Regions from separate parts of the Zea mays genome. Here region 1 is linked to region 2. Evidence: chromatin contacts called from public Hi-C data. All regions are on one chromosome and are shown on one strand. Each heading gives the region's core, a stretch centred on a gene start, on an enhancer-like site or on the middle of the called end of the contact. The rest is flanking DNA. Distances are from core to core; before and after follow the strand shown. Region 1 has its middle 44 kb from the start of LOC100281866. Region 2 holds the start of LOC103645995 (probable WRKY transcription factor 14).

Evidence for each region. Hi-C and Micro-C count contacts between places; a contact is called where the count stands out from the background.
Region 1: a Hi-C map of ear shows a contact between it and region 2, with 4 times the contacts expected there. The contact joins the enhancer-like site here to the promoter of LOC103645995 in region 2. A contact is called at or near these places in 6 of 25 Hi-C or Micro-C datasets (ear, leaf, tassel and 1 more).

What each region holds. Positions count from the first base shown.
Region 1 is chr2:13,387,596-13,393,921 of Zm-B73-REFERENCE-NAM-5.0, reverse strand. No RefSeq gene overlaps it. Among protein-coding and RNA genes, the nearest start is that of LOC100281866, 44 kb to the left of the region's middle. Within about 2 kb of position 3,386, at least 18 of the 20 cell types and tissues checked have an H3K27ac peak or open chromatin away from gene starts, as enhancers often do. A contact at or near this core is called in ear, leaf and tassel, where this site is marked.
Region 2 is chr2:13,314,714-13,321,343 of Zm-B73-REFERENCE-NAM-5.0, reverse strand. LOC103645995 (probable WRKY transcription factor 14) reads left to right here and starts at 1,384. Exons shown (of 3, transcript XM_008670735.4): 1 at 1,384-2,758; 2 at 3,377-3,517; 3 at 4,600-5,611. The coding sequence starts at 2,112. The coding sequence ends at 5,329.

The DNA of each region.
Region 1 (6,326 bases), core at 2,137-4,636, 71 kb before region 2:
TTTATAACAATAGTTAATAATTTGTGGTGCTGCCAGCAGGGCAAATATTTCTCCTCATATGATATACCAATTTGTTCTATAAAGCAATATTTCGATCTCTTTGTTGTTCGGCAAAAAGAGAAGCTTTGGAATAGAACAGACAAGGCCAATAATTCATTTTATCTAGGAAAATCACCATATAACTAGCTTTTGATGACGCAAATGATGATAACTGCTTGGCAAGAACGAAACAAGACTGGTATCCGCCTAGGATCCATCTTCAACAACAGATAGTACTGCTCTCATACGAAGAAATCATCAGGAGTAGAGAGGATACAACAGGTCTCTACAAGATCTTCGTATTTCTATCACAAATTATCATCACTAATAGTCTAGTGGTCAAGACATATGACTCTTCTGGCTTCGAGGACCAATGACATGTTAATGTCTAATCTAGCTTCAAGCTCTGTGGTGATGTGGGATTTCATAGTTATTTGTCTACTCTTCTCACTTCTGGTAGATCGGAGGTAGATAATGGTAAGCATGCCAAAGGGTGGAATTCAGTGTAGTTCGGCTACATAAACCCCAGGTATGTGTCCATTCAGGACCGACCTTTACCATTTAGCTTACAGTGTATACCAAATTGTCAAAGGACTATCCCAAGTCAATTCAACGACTATAAGTATTTACAATTCTGAGAGATGTATGCAACACAAGCATAGAGGTCCTAGATAGGACGAGTAAAGTGGTTCGATGGGAACACACAATGGTTTTTCACACAAACATTGTGAAAAAATTCTCAGAATTACCTTTCGATGTACTCGCAACTTCGTGTTGCTAAGGTACTAGCCATTTATCTCAAAGTTCACTTCATGCCGTTCAGCGACAAATAGCAATGTGTCAACATCTGGTTGAGCAATGTATGACTGAGATTCTAGCATTTATTCATCTGATAAGGTCTTATCGCTTACTAATAAAATCCCAATTTGTGATATCTTATATGCAAAAAAGGCTTTCATGCATTATATTATATATCTTCGGGTTACTTCGGGTAAAACTTTATGCATGAGGAGAGAGGAGAGAATTTACTTATCCATGTTCTGTTGTGTTTCAATTTAACTTCCCAGATTTCCAAGCACTATAGAGCTTGATATAGTTGTTAAGGCCACTTGGCAATATATATAAATATATGATGCCACACAACACAATCAAATAAAATATAGAGCCAAATAAAATTGTTTCCGAATCTTGCGCTATGATGTAACCTCATGGGCTTAGAAAACCCACTACATTCTACGCGAGTACAAGCTCCAGCGTATCTGGTGTCAATTCGTGTACGGCCATCAGGGCTACGACAACACAGCAAGCCTTCGTAATAAGCGCAACAGACACAATTATGGCTCGGTAGTCGGGGTACAGGATAAGTCCACGTAACGTGCGCAACAGGCGCAATTGTGGCTCGCTGATCACGGCAGACAAATAGTGCCTGCAGAGCATGTGAAAAATACACGACTCGGCGATGACGGTCCAACTCAACGGGAGCGGTCCGACTAAACGAGAGTGCGACATAGCAATCACATGACGCAGCCAAGTTCGTACGACACAAATAATGTGTCGAGTTGCCGGGGCGCAGCCAATGCTCAGCCGATTAATAATGTAGTCTGATCAACGTGTCTGGGTACCCACGATATCATTTAATCGCTCACGTGAGGATAAAAGCTCAACGCAACACAAATATTTAGAGCGATTTGAGTATGCACAGTATAGCTCTCACATGCATTTTAAGAATTTTCTGCTAACTATTTACTACGAGAAATAAAGCAGAAATATAATACTAGAATTAATGCATAAGCATAAGCATAAGCAGATCAGGTGTATGAAAGGCATTTTCTCATATTCAAGCATGCATTTTTCTACTAATTATTTACTGCGGAAAATAATTAATTAAGGTAGAAACTGCAATGTAAAACAAGTTTTTATTCTATTTGTTATGTTCAGCAGGAGAATAGAATAAAATAGTATGGCACATGTATATAAATTAAAGCATGTATAAATTCAACCGTAATTTATGAGAAAATTGTAAAGCACATTAAGATCCTATTTCTTTCTCTGCTTCCACGAATTTTTTCTGCGCGCACAATACACCTAATCAACTTTTTCATTTTTCTATTGAGCCGCTATTTTTGGATCATGCAGATGCAGCCATGCAGTGGCCGCATGCAACTGGTTTGACCGTGACCTTTAATGGCGCAAGAAATTTGCATGGTTCAACTATTTTCTCTTAGTTGTATGAGATCCGTTCTTTTCTCCACTACACCGGCTAGTCTTTGCATGGCGGTCAGATTAGGATCCAGAGCCACTTCACGCGCAAGGACCGGCTGCATGCGTGAGATTTTTTTCAACTGTCGCAAAGAACTTGCATGCGGCCACGAGACGCGGGGTCACATCGAGCTCATATGCTCCGGGCAGAAACGGGGGACTAGGGCGCCGACTTCTGGCGGGGCCTGTTGCACGGCGGTGCAATTCGTCTCGGGAAATGGCTTCGTGCCACATGTTCGAATCAATACGTGCTGATGCGCAGTTGAGGAACGACGCTACTGGCGTACACTCCAGCGGTGGCGATACGCATCTCGAGCAGGGCGACGACACGCAGTGTCGTTTTTTTTCACATGAATAATACGAGATGAACAATACCACCAACAGTAGATCCAACCTACTATCGAAAACATACCGCTCAATTACGTAGAGGGAGAATCGAAGTCTGTCGCGTAGGACAGTTCGGCTAGGCCGGAGGACCTGCCGGCTTAATGGAGAGTTGATGCAGATCTGATCCAGCAGCAACGTCGAGGTAGAGCGTGCTGATAACGTATTGAGAACTACGTTACCACGGATCACCAGATCCGCTCCCTTCCCTCCCGTCAGCAGTAGAGGCGCAAGAAGTTGTAGAAGACCCGTCTCCCTTCCCATAAGCACGACAGAGGAAACACACGAGACACTGGATATAGGGTTGGGCCTCTGGCCTCTTTCTGATCTCTGTATTATGAGGGGTGTACAGGTTCCTTATATAGAGATGTGAGACCCCTCAGGGGCAAAGCAGGTATTTGCCCACATAACCCTAACTAGGGTTACTTAACAGGCCTGTCCACCTTGACGTTCTCCTAAGGTACTGTGATAGCTCACCTTCGCTTTGACCTCAACGCCCGCGGGGGAGATGAGAAGAGTGGAGGTAGCGTGGCGCGGCGCGGCTAGGCGGGGTACGGTGCGGTGGTTTTTGACAAGAGTCACGTCCAGTCCAAGCAGTTTCTCCGCCTTTTTTAGCCTCGCGGCTCGAGCTACACTTGCGCCTGAGCTGCTCTTCACGTGACCTCCGGAGCGGATGGCGACACGACTGGGCGCGGGTGGTGAGGTTCGGTCTGTCTAAACACCAACACGCGTTGTGGCAGCTCCCACCACGAGGAAGAGAGTCAAGAGACCACGGGCCATGGCCCGCTTTCATGCCCGTCTACCTGCAAGAAAAAAATGCCCACCTAGCGGCCCAATCAGATCGAGCCCACAAGAGTATTCGTTCGGCTCCATTTAAGTTTGGTGCTTCTCTGACAACTTGGGCATTACATAAGCCCGCGAGAGAATTTAAAAATAGGTCATGTCCGCGCGGAGTCAAACAGGATTTGGGAGGTGACAGACGCAGATCGAGGAGCTCACTTCAAGGATCAGAAATCCGGGAGGGGATCCATGAGCGGAATGCTGGAACCGAGTGACTCTCAACCGAAGCAAAGCTGCAAAGGTTCATCTCTATCTTCTTCCTCTCGCTGACCCCGTCATTGTCTCATTTAATTTGAGTCATGTGCAGGCTCTACATACGCCTCACGAGTCCCAAAAGCTCATCTATCATCCCGGACGCGCTCGGCCTCAGCAACAAGACCTTAAATCTGTTTTGTCTTTTTTTATTCTTTCTTCGAGAGGGCAGGAGCTCAGATCTTAGCCACGAGCCCTTGTGTTTAGTGTTGTTTATATTGAGAACTACGTTACCACGGATCACCAGATCCGCTCCCTTCCCTCCCGTCAGCAGTAGAGGCGCAAGAAGATGTAGAGAACCCGTCTCCCTTCTCATAAGCACGACAGAGGAAACACACGAGACACTGGATATAGGGTTGGGCCTCTGGCCTCTTTCTCTTCTCTGTAATATGAAGGGGTGTACAAGTTCCTTATATAGAGATGTGAGACCCCTCAGGGGCAAAGCAGGTATTTGCCCACACAACCCTAACTAGGGTTACTTAACACTCCCCCTTGGGCGAATACCGCGACCAACACATGCCTCGTTAAAACTCCGAAAACCCAGTGGGAAAAATATGGAGAAAGAGAGCATGGTGATACAAATTGCATTTGCACTTTGTTGCCTCGTTAAAAACCTCATGTGAGAAACATCAAGAAAACTCACCAAGAGAAAAAGAGTACAACAGCTGTCATCGGGACAGATTTCGATCCTCTGAGATCTAGATTCTATCGAATCTTCTACAAGGGCTAACTTTTAGAAATGTGCTCCCCCTGATCATTGCAAAACCGTATCAATAAGGCAAAACATCTTCTTCTAGAAGTATATGCACATAAAGATTTAGCAAACGGATTGCATATCCTTGCAAGGACTATTTCAGGAACTTTACCTCTACTCACTTCTAGGATATACGAGGTAAGTGCACGTATCAATATAAATAAGCCACTCTGATTGATGGTGTTCGATCGACTAGATCTATATATTTGATAGAAAGTTCCATAAAGGTTCACATATTGATCATCAAGCTCACGCCTTCAGGGCATAGAATATGACATTTATTGTCTCACGATTGTGATCAATATAAGTATTCGCTCCCCCTGACGATGACATCTGTCAAAGTCTTTATCCCTCATAACTCAAGCATATTCTTCAAGATATATGTCTCATTGTTCATCTGGAATAACGAGAATGAATGAGGTTGGGGTGCTATCATTTTCTATCTTACACCACAATTTATACATAGTTGTGCAAAGCAAATAACATGTCCTTCAATAGGACTTAGGGGATAATATAGTTGCAATAGTACATATTCTAAATATGACACATCGCTCCAGGCATTCATCCATCGCAACATCTATGATGGTGTAACAAAAGTCCATTAAAGATCGTAATCCATCAGGGATTTTTCATCGATCAGATACATCGTTATAGTCTGTCATTCTGGCACAATGGGGATATTTTGCCAGTAACACCTAAACCTTATAGGTTTCTGCCATCAGGGCTTTAGAGGATACCGTAATTCCACATATGGTGGAATACACGAGTGTACATACACTCGGTAAAACTCGTGACATGCACATGTGCTTATCAAGCAAACTTCAAGTCCTTTGGTTCCTCATTTCATTCATTCTCGGGTCTATATGGGTCTTTATCCCTTTATAGGGATTATCAAACTTTGGTGTTTAACACAGACTTTATTTCTTCTGGAAAGGTTCCATCAAGGAACTATAATCTCATCTAGGAGATATTCTCTCTACATAGGAGAGTGTTCATTCATCAGGAATGTATTATTCGGTAAGAGATTTATATGTTGCATATTTATAATTCAAAGATACGAGTCCTTCTAGGATCTCATGACGGATCTTCAGAATCCTATTAACTGCATATTTTAATTCATGCTATTTGCCAGATATATTACATAGCGGAACAGTGTTTATTCAACACATATATGGGATAGGTCTCTCACAAGACCACTTGAACCATCGCATTCACCACACATTATTTCAATAGTGCCCATAAATGTCCGAACTTCAAGCTCGTGACTTTCATTTTGCGATTATTGGTTCAGCCTCTATTGCATTTATCAGTGACCCGATAAGAGAGCTTCAAGCACTCGTGCCTAGGACTTTGTTTTGGATCCATTTGCAATCTAGAGAGGCAAGATAGATGTCGACACATTTGTCTCCCACATTTAATAATGATCTTCGTCATTTCCCAAAAACGAAAGATTCATTGTTCCGTATTCCTAGCACAATGATATTGCGCGCATTGCTAGGAACTTCATCATCAAGATGAACCTCTTCGTGAGGCAAATTACCAGCAGGGCGAGTTCATCGGAGGAGAGTTATTATAGACCACGTGAATCTGCAATCATAACATATGCTTTGACTAAGGCCAATGGATCATATTCGCAGGCGTCCCCGAGAATAGATCAAATGCCAATAAGTCAAATGTGGATATGATATTAATCCCGGGTATATCCACATCTACATCAGGTAGAAGCATTCAAACCAATATGGTTACTCCTCAACGATTTCTGGCAAACTCCATATACACAGGAGTACACTCTGAACGA
Region 2 (6,630 bases), core at 135-2,634:
TTTATACCCACGGTTTAACGGGTATGAGTGACGGCGGAACATTATAATATTCGTTTATCCATTGGATGAAAGTTTTTTTTCCAAAAAAAAACTCATTAGTAAAATATTTAGCACATATACACATCTTAATGTAGTAAATATCCATCGGGTATCGGGTTGTGGATACTCATTGCTATCTCTAATCTGCACACCATCATACGCTTACACAAGAATTAATCTCAAACCATGTGTTCCCAGTATACGCTATACGGCTGCGTATATATCCAGGCATGTGTTGATGCTGCCGATCGGTATCTGGGGCGCTGGCTGCAATTATTCACAAGCATTCACAGTACCGTTCGGCATATATATATATATATATATATATATATATATATATATATATATATATATATATATATATATATATAGTAGCACACCGCACAAAGCCAGTTCGGTGTGCATGGCAGCGCGGCTGGCCGCCTCGATCGGCTAGGCCTCGGCTCATAGCATAGAAGACAAAAGGCCATGCCATTTCAGATCACAGTACTCGGCACACATGCATGCGCTCGCATATGTCCTGTGGTGAAACGACCAAAAGTACGCACGACTATGCGCCACACTGTAGCCGCCGCATATGCGTACGTGGGCGATTCCGTCTCTCCTTCACCCCCTGACGCCGATGCTGATAGACGACGACGACGCACAACCATGCATATAATCGTGGACTATTTGCACATGAATAAACGCCAGTAGATAACTGCTCTATTGATGGTGTATATAGTACATCCACAGAACGGAACACATGATGCAAAATTCTTGTGTGTGCATGCAGCAGCAGCGTGCATGCACACAGGTCGATCCAGAGCGTGCGTGCTTGGCGATCAGATCGGTCGGGTCGCCCGGCCGGCCTGCGCTGCGCATGCCATGAAGAAGGCCTGAGTAACGGAGTGGTGCAAGTAGGTTGCGTGTGCGGCGGACTCGGTCATTCCGTCCGTCAGTGGGTTAAAAAGAAGAGGAGACAGAGACGACAGGCGTCCGACGCGAGCGAGCTAGATCAGCTCAGGGAGGTCCGGCTCCGGCCGGGGACGGTTCCAGCCTTTTCACCGTGCATGGACATGGTAGCATCGCATGCGGATCGGACCCGGTGGCCGGCATATGCACGGCCCGTTTTTCTTTTTACCAGGCCAGGGCCAGGGCGACAGGCGCCCGACGCGGCCATGCCGCCTTGCGTATGGAGGTGGCACACCGGCCGCGGCCTCCCCCACGCACCTCGCCCGTCTGCCGTGCCCTTGAAAAGGTCAGCCTCCATCCGTCCGTCCGTCGGTCAATCGACCGGCGCAGGAGGACGGAGGGCCAGCATATGTTATGCATATGCATATGCATGCACGCACATCGATCGCCAGAAGAAAACAATACAAAATCCACACAACCCATCACTCTCGCCCTCCTGTCCCTCTCTCGACATGCCTGTCTATCTCTCTCTCTCTCATCTCTCTGCCCTCACATACTTCTTTATTGTCCTCTCTTGGAAGCCAACTCAAGTTACCCATCTCTCTCTCTCTCTCTCTCTCTCTCTCTCTCTCTCTCTCTCTCTCTCTCTCTCTCTCTCTCTCTCTCTCTCTCTGTGTGTGTCTCTCCTCTTCTTGTGTTTTCGATCCCTCTTCTCTCCTGTTGCTTGCTTGGTGTGGAGAAAAGATAGCTCACTTTCCACAGCCCCATCTCTCACATCCTGCTTCCCCTCCACCCTACCTCCTTTTCTGCCCCCCACAAAAGCTAAACAAGCTTGCTGGTTCGCTTGCCTGCTTGGTATTAGCTACCCCCAAGCAGATCGGGCCAACCTGCAACTACTTCAAGAGATCGCTGTCCCTGCCCTAGCAGCCTTCTTTCTCCTTCGTGACAACACATGCATGCACCCAGGCTGCTGCTTCCTGTGCTGTGCATCACACGGGTCTTGGAAAGCTAGCCTCGTTAGCTTCTTGGTGCCAGTTGATTGGAAAGGAGCGAGAGAATTATTGAGCGGTTGGCATCAGCCGCTTGCATCCACTATAGAGGCAGCGAGCGAGAGCGAGAGGGATCGGCAAAGGGCGCCCTAGGGGAGCTACTACTAGCTGCCGCACGATACTACAGCCATGTGCGACTACTTCCTTCCGAGGATGGAGGGCGACCAGGCCGGCGGCGGAGACCTCACGGACATCGTCCGGTCCGGCGGAGCCATCCCTGGAAACGCCGCGGACACGCCGTCCACGGCCGCCGCGGACGAGTGGCAGCTCCAGGGGGACGCGACGATGCTCTTCCCGCCGCTTCCCTCGTCGACGACAGCATCGGAAGTAGGCTGCGCCGCCGTCTTCGGCACCGACCCTTTCTCCGGCCTCGTGGACCCGTTCAGTACCGACTACTCCTCGGGCGCCGACTTCCTGGACGCCATGCCGGACGCGATGGCCAAGGTCGGCTTCGACACGACGGCTATCTGTGGCGGCAGCGGCAGCGGCAGCGGCTGCAGAGGAGGAGGCGGAGGCCAACTCATAGACATGAGCCGGAAGCAGCAGCCTCTCTTGCCGCGGGGGTTGCAGATGCCGGCGGTTGGAGGAGTGCTGACGCCGAGGGTGGTGCTGCCGTCGCCGTTGTCGCCGAGGGAGATACGACCGTACCCGGCGTTAGCCGGAGACATGGTCAAGCTCGGAATCACGGCCGGGCAGGTGGCCGGGTGCGCCATCGACGCCGCCGTTGTCGACATGCAGATGTCTTCGCCTCGCGCCGCGGGCGGGATCAAGCGCAGGTTGGGCAGATCCGCCTGGATCCAACGCACATCTGCTAGCTTCGTTGCATCGTCTTTATCTTGCATGCGTGTTTGCTACCTGCTACTCCGTATATAGCTCGTGATGATTTTTAGGGAAGGTTCTGCGATCTCTTTTTTTTTTCTGTTGCTTTTGCTTCTCCTCCTCTCTCGTGCTCCGCGCGCTGCACCTCCATGGAAAAAAAGAAATAGAGTAAGAAATGGGGCAGGATTCCAAGGATTCCTCGGGCTGTGCTAGCTAGGAATTGGCAAGGTCGTAAGTGTTGCCTACAGCTCGAAATTTGAGGCGTGAGAGTCATCATGAACACATGGTGTGATCAGTGGGGGGTATTTCTGGATGGACCAACGATGCCTACACATGTACATAGGGTTATGTGCATCTAGACCTAGCTGGTTTTCTCCCCGGACAGGCCGGCTTTGGAGTCTCCAAAGCTGATTTACGAAACCCTAGTAATAAGCCTCAATTAATTTAAAAAAAAACAGTACCTTTGCCTCATCAATAGATAATTATTCGTGCACTTGTAGCTCTGTAATTTTATCACTTGCTTGATCACAGATGCTCATCAAATATTAACGCCATCAGAAAATACATCTGCGCAGGAAGAACCAAGCAAGGAAGGTGGTATGCATCCCAGCGCCGACAGCAGCAGGGGGGAGACCAACTGGAGAGGTGGTTCCTTCTGATCTCTGGGCCTGGAGGAAGTACGGCCAGAAGCCTATCAAGGGTTCTCCTTATCCAAGGTATGCGTTAAGCACATCCACGAATTAGCTGGGATTTTGTTCCAATAGAAGAGAAATGGTTAATGTGGCTCAGTTAATCTATAGCTGAATAATCTGCTGGTGATAAATTCGAGGTGAAGCTTACAAATTACTACTATAAGAGAGTAAACAAAACTATCTTCTCTAGTTCTCTATGGCCCATCGCTATAGAATTCTTAGCTCCACAATTATTCTTATTTGTGGCTGCATGATCGATGCAGTTTGAAAGACAATTTAATGCATGGTTACCTGGCTAGCTAGGTAGCAAGACGTATAGTATGGGGAGGATGCTTGTAAGTCTCATGCGTCCAATATCTATAGTAGTTAGTTGTTTCATCACTCTATGAGACATTTTGGCGTTTGTTTTTGGAGTGTACAACACGTCGTCCTAATTACAGATACGGTTACATTATCAGCAACAGATAACAAAGTATGCACCTTATCTTGGGGTTAATGTGTTCCAAGGCATACACATTACCAAACCGTTCATGTTTTCCCCCAGATTTTAATTCTATATGCAAAGCGTAGTTAGGAGTTGCTCACACCCACCTGGATCTACTTTTAAGCTCTTTTGTACAGTTTTTATTTACATGTGATATGTCAGACTATCTTCCCTAGATTGAACGGGGGAAACTAATTATAAAAATTCTGATAAATCATACCTCTCTGTTTCAAAATATAATTCTTTCTAGGCTTCCAGCCTTTTTTCTATTCACATTCGCATTAATGACAATAAATATAGACATATATAGACTACATTTATAAGTTGATTAATGAATGTAGATTTAATCTAAAACGAATTATATTTTTGGACAGATGGAGTATCAAGTACGACACTGTTGATTTTGAATAACTGTTTAAGTATATGTAAGCATATATACATGTAAAACTGATGAGCCCCCGATCGATCGATCGGCTCATCGGGATATATATGAAGTGCAATTTATTAAAACTTACATAGATACGCTGGTTGCAATATATCACAGCAAGCTAGTGATGAAAAAGGTGCGTGCATGCTTGCTGACTTCAATAATGTTCTTGTTCATGAAATGCACGATATCCAGAGGGTACTACAGATGCAGCAGCTCGAAAGGATGCTCGGCGCGGAAGCAAGTGGAACGAAGTCGGAATGACCCCAACATGCTCGTCATCACCTACACCTCCGAGCACAACCATCCATGGCCGACTCAGCGCAACGCCCTGGCCGGGTCAACTCGGAACCACCACAGCAAGAACAGCGGCGGCAGCTCAGGTTCCAAGAACGAGAAGCAACAGCAGCAATCCAACACCGACGTCAAGGAAGAGCCCAACAAGGATCCAGCCACCACCACGACGACGACGACGACCACTAGCACGATCACTACAATGACAACCAGTGCTTCTCCGGCAGCGGTCGTGAAAGAGGAGACTCTGGCAGCTGGGTCGTCAGAGGCGCCGCTGGGGCAAGTCATGGATACAGCAGCAGCAGCAGTAGACCACAGTATCGAGCTCATGGACCAGGTGTTCAGCTGTGAGAGCTACAAGCCGATGATGATCCCGGAGGCCGGCGGCCACTCATCTGACGACTTCTTCTCCGACCTCGCGGAGCTGGAGTCGGATCCCATGAGCCTAATCTTCTCCAGAGAGTACATGGAAGCGAAGCCAAGCGGTGGCGATGGTGACCATCGTGGGCACCAGGAGAAAGCGATGACGTCCAAGGACCTGGATCCACTGTTCGACATGCTGGACTGGTCTGCCAATTCCTCGTCGTCAGCAGTGAGCTCGTCGTTTGAGCAACAAGGAAACAGAGGGTAATCGATCGTCGATCCATTGGCATATGTACGTGCACACATACGTTTGATCAGAGAGAAGCTAATAACAACAAACCCAGAGAAACTAAGATCACCACAAGGTCATGAGTTAAATTAAGACGAGAGAGAGTTCCTCCTTTTTCTTCACTTTCTTTTCCTCTTTAGTTCTTTAATTTGGTTCTTATCATATCATTTGTGTGAGAGAGATTGGAATTTTTTGTTGTTGTTGTTGTTGTTGAACGTGCTCGATCTTGGATATGAGCCTTGTTTTTTAAGGTTTGTGTCAGGTTGCTTGGTGTGCTATATGCATGCATGAGATGAATAGCCCCCTGCCCCCGGCCCTGGGGAGTGGGGATTCTTCTCTCTCTCGCGTGTGCGCGGGCGCTCTCCATTATTGGCATGGAGAGAGAGAGAGAGAGAGAGTTTATGAACGTCGCCTAACATTCTATGTGCTGGAAGAGATCGAAGAGGGCATAGAAAAATGGAGGAGAGGATTGGGGCCGGGCCAGGGGTGACGTGAATGTGATAGACGGAGAAGGAGACCCACGTCGTCCTTGAATGAAGGTGATGTGACAGAAAGCAGGGCAGGGCGCCGTTGCAACGAAGAAAGCAGATGTTTGTTGTTACAATATACTAGCCTCTCTCTCGCTTTTTTTCAGCTTTTTGCATGCAGAGAGGCTGGAGCTGGAGCCTGGGCCTGGGCGGGCGCGCGCCTATGTTTGGATTCTCTGAATAACGGTACATATTTAATAGTTTTTGTCTGTGCGCCATGGAAATTGCACGAACCCTTCAATGTATACCTGTTCCTGATCTAAAGACCAGCCCCGTACTGCTGCAAGGCAGGAGTGTTACTCAGGTCCCCTGTGCATTAGTACATGCGATACACAGCACATCGATCTGTACGTGCCCTAGCTAGCTGGCTAGCTATGCAGCTGTGCCGGCCTGACAGGTAACGGCGTCGGTGTGTATGTGTTATATATGTATGTACTCTGTAGCGGAAGTGAGTACAAGGTATATACTGCGTTGCACGTACTACTTCGCAGCGTCAGCCAGCTTTCAATTAATTAATATATTTGGCCCCGCCATTTTGTATCATCCGTCGTCTTGTGTATATGTACCGCAAGTATGCAGGGACGGTCGTCATCTGCATACGTTATCTTGTGTGTCGCAGCGCAGCGCTGATGCATGTACACGTCGTATGCGTTGCGTGCACAGTAATGCGGTCAAATGAGGAGGAGGAGAAATGCATGCGTGCCTGTGATCGGTGAGTGCCTCTGTTGTAGCAGCATGGCCACGTGCACGTGT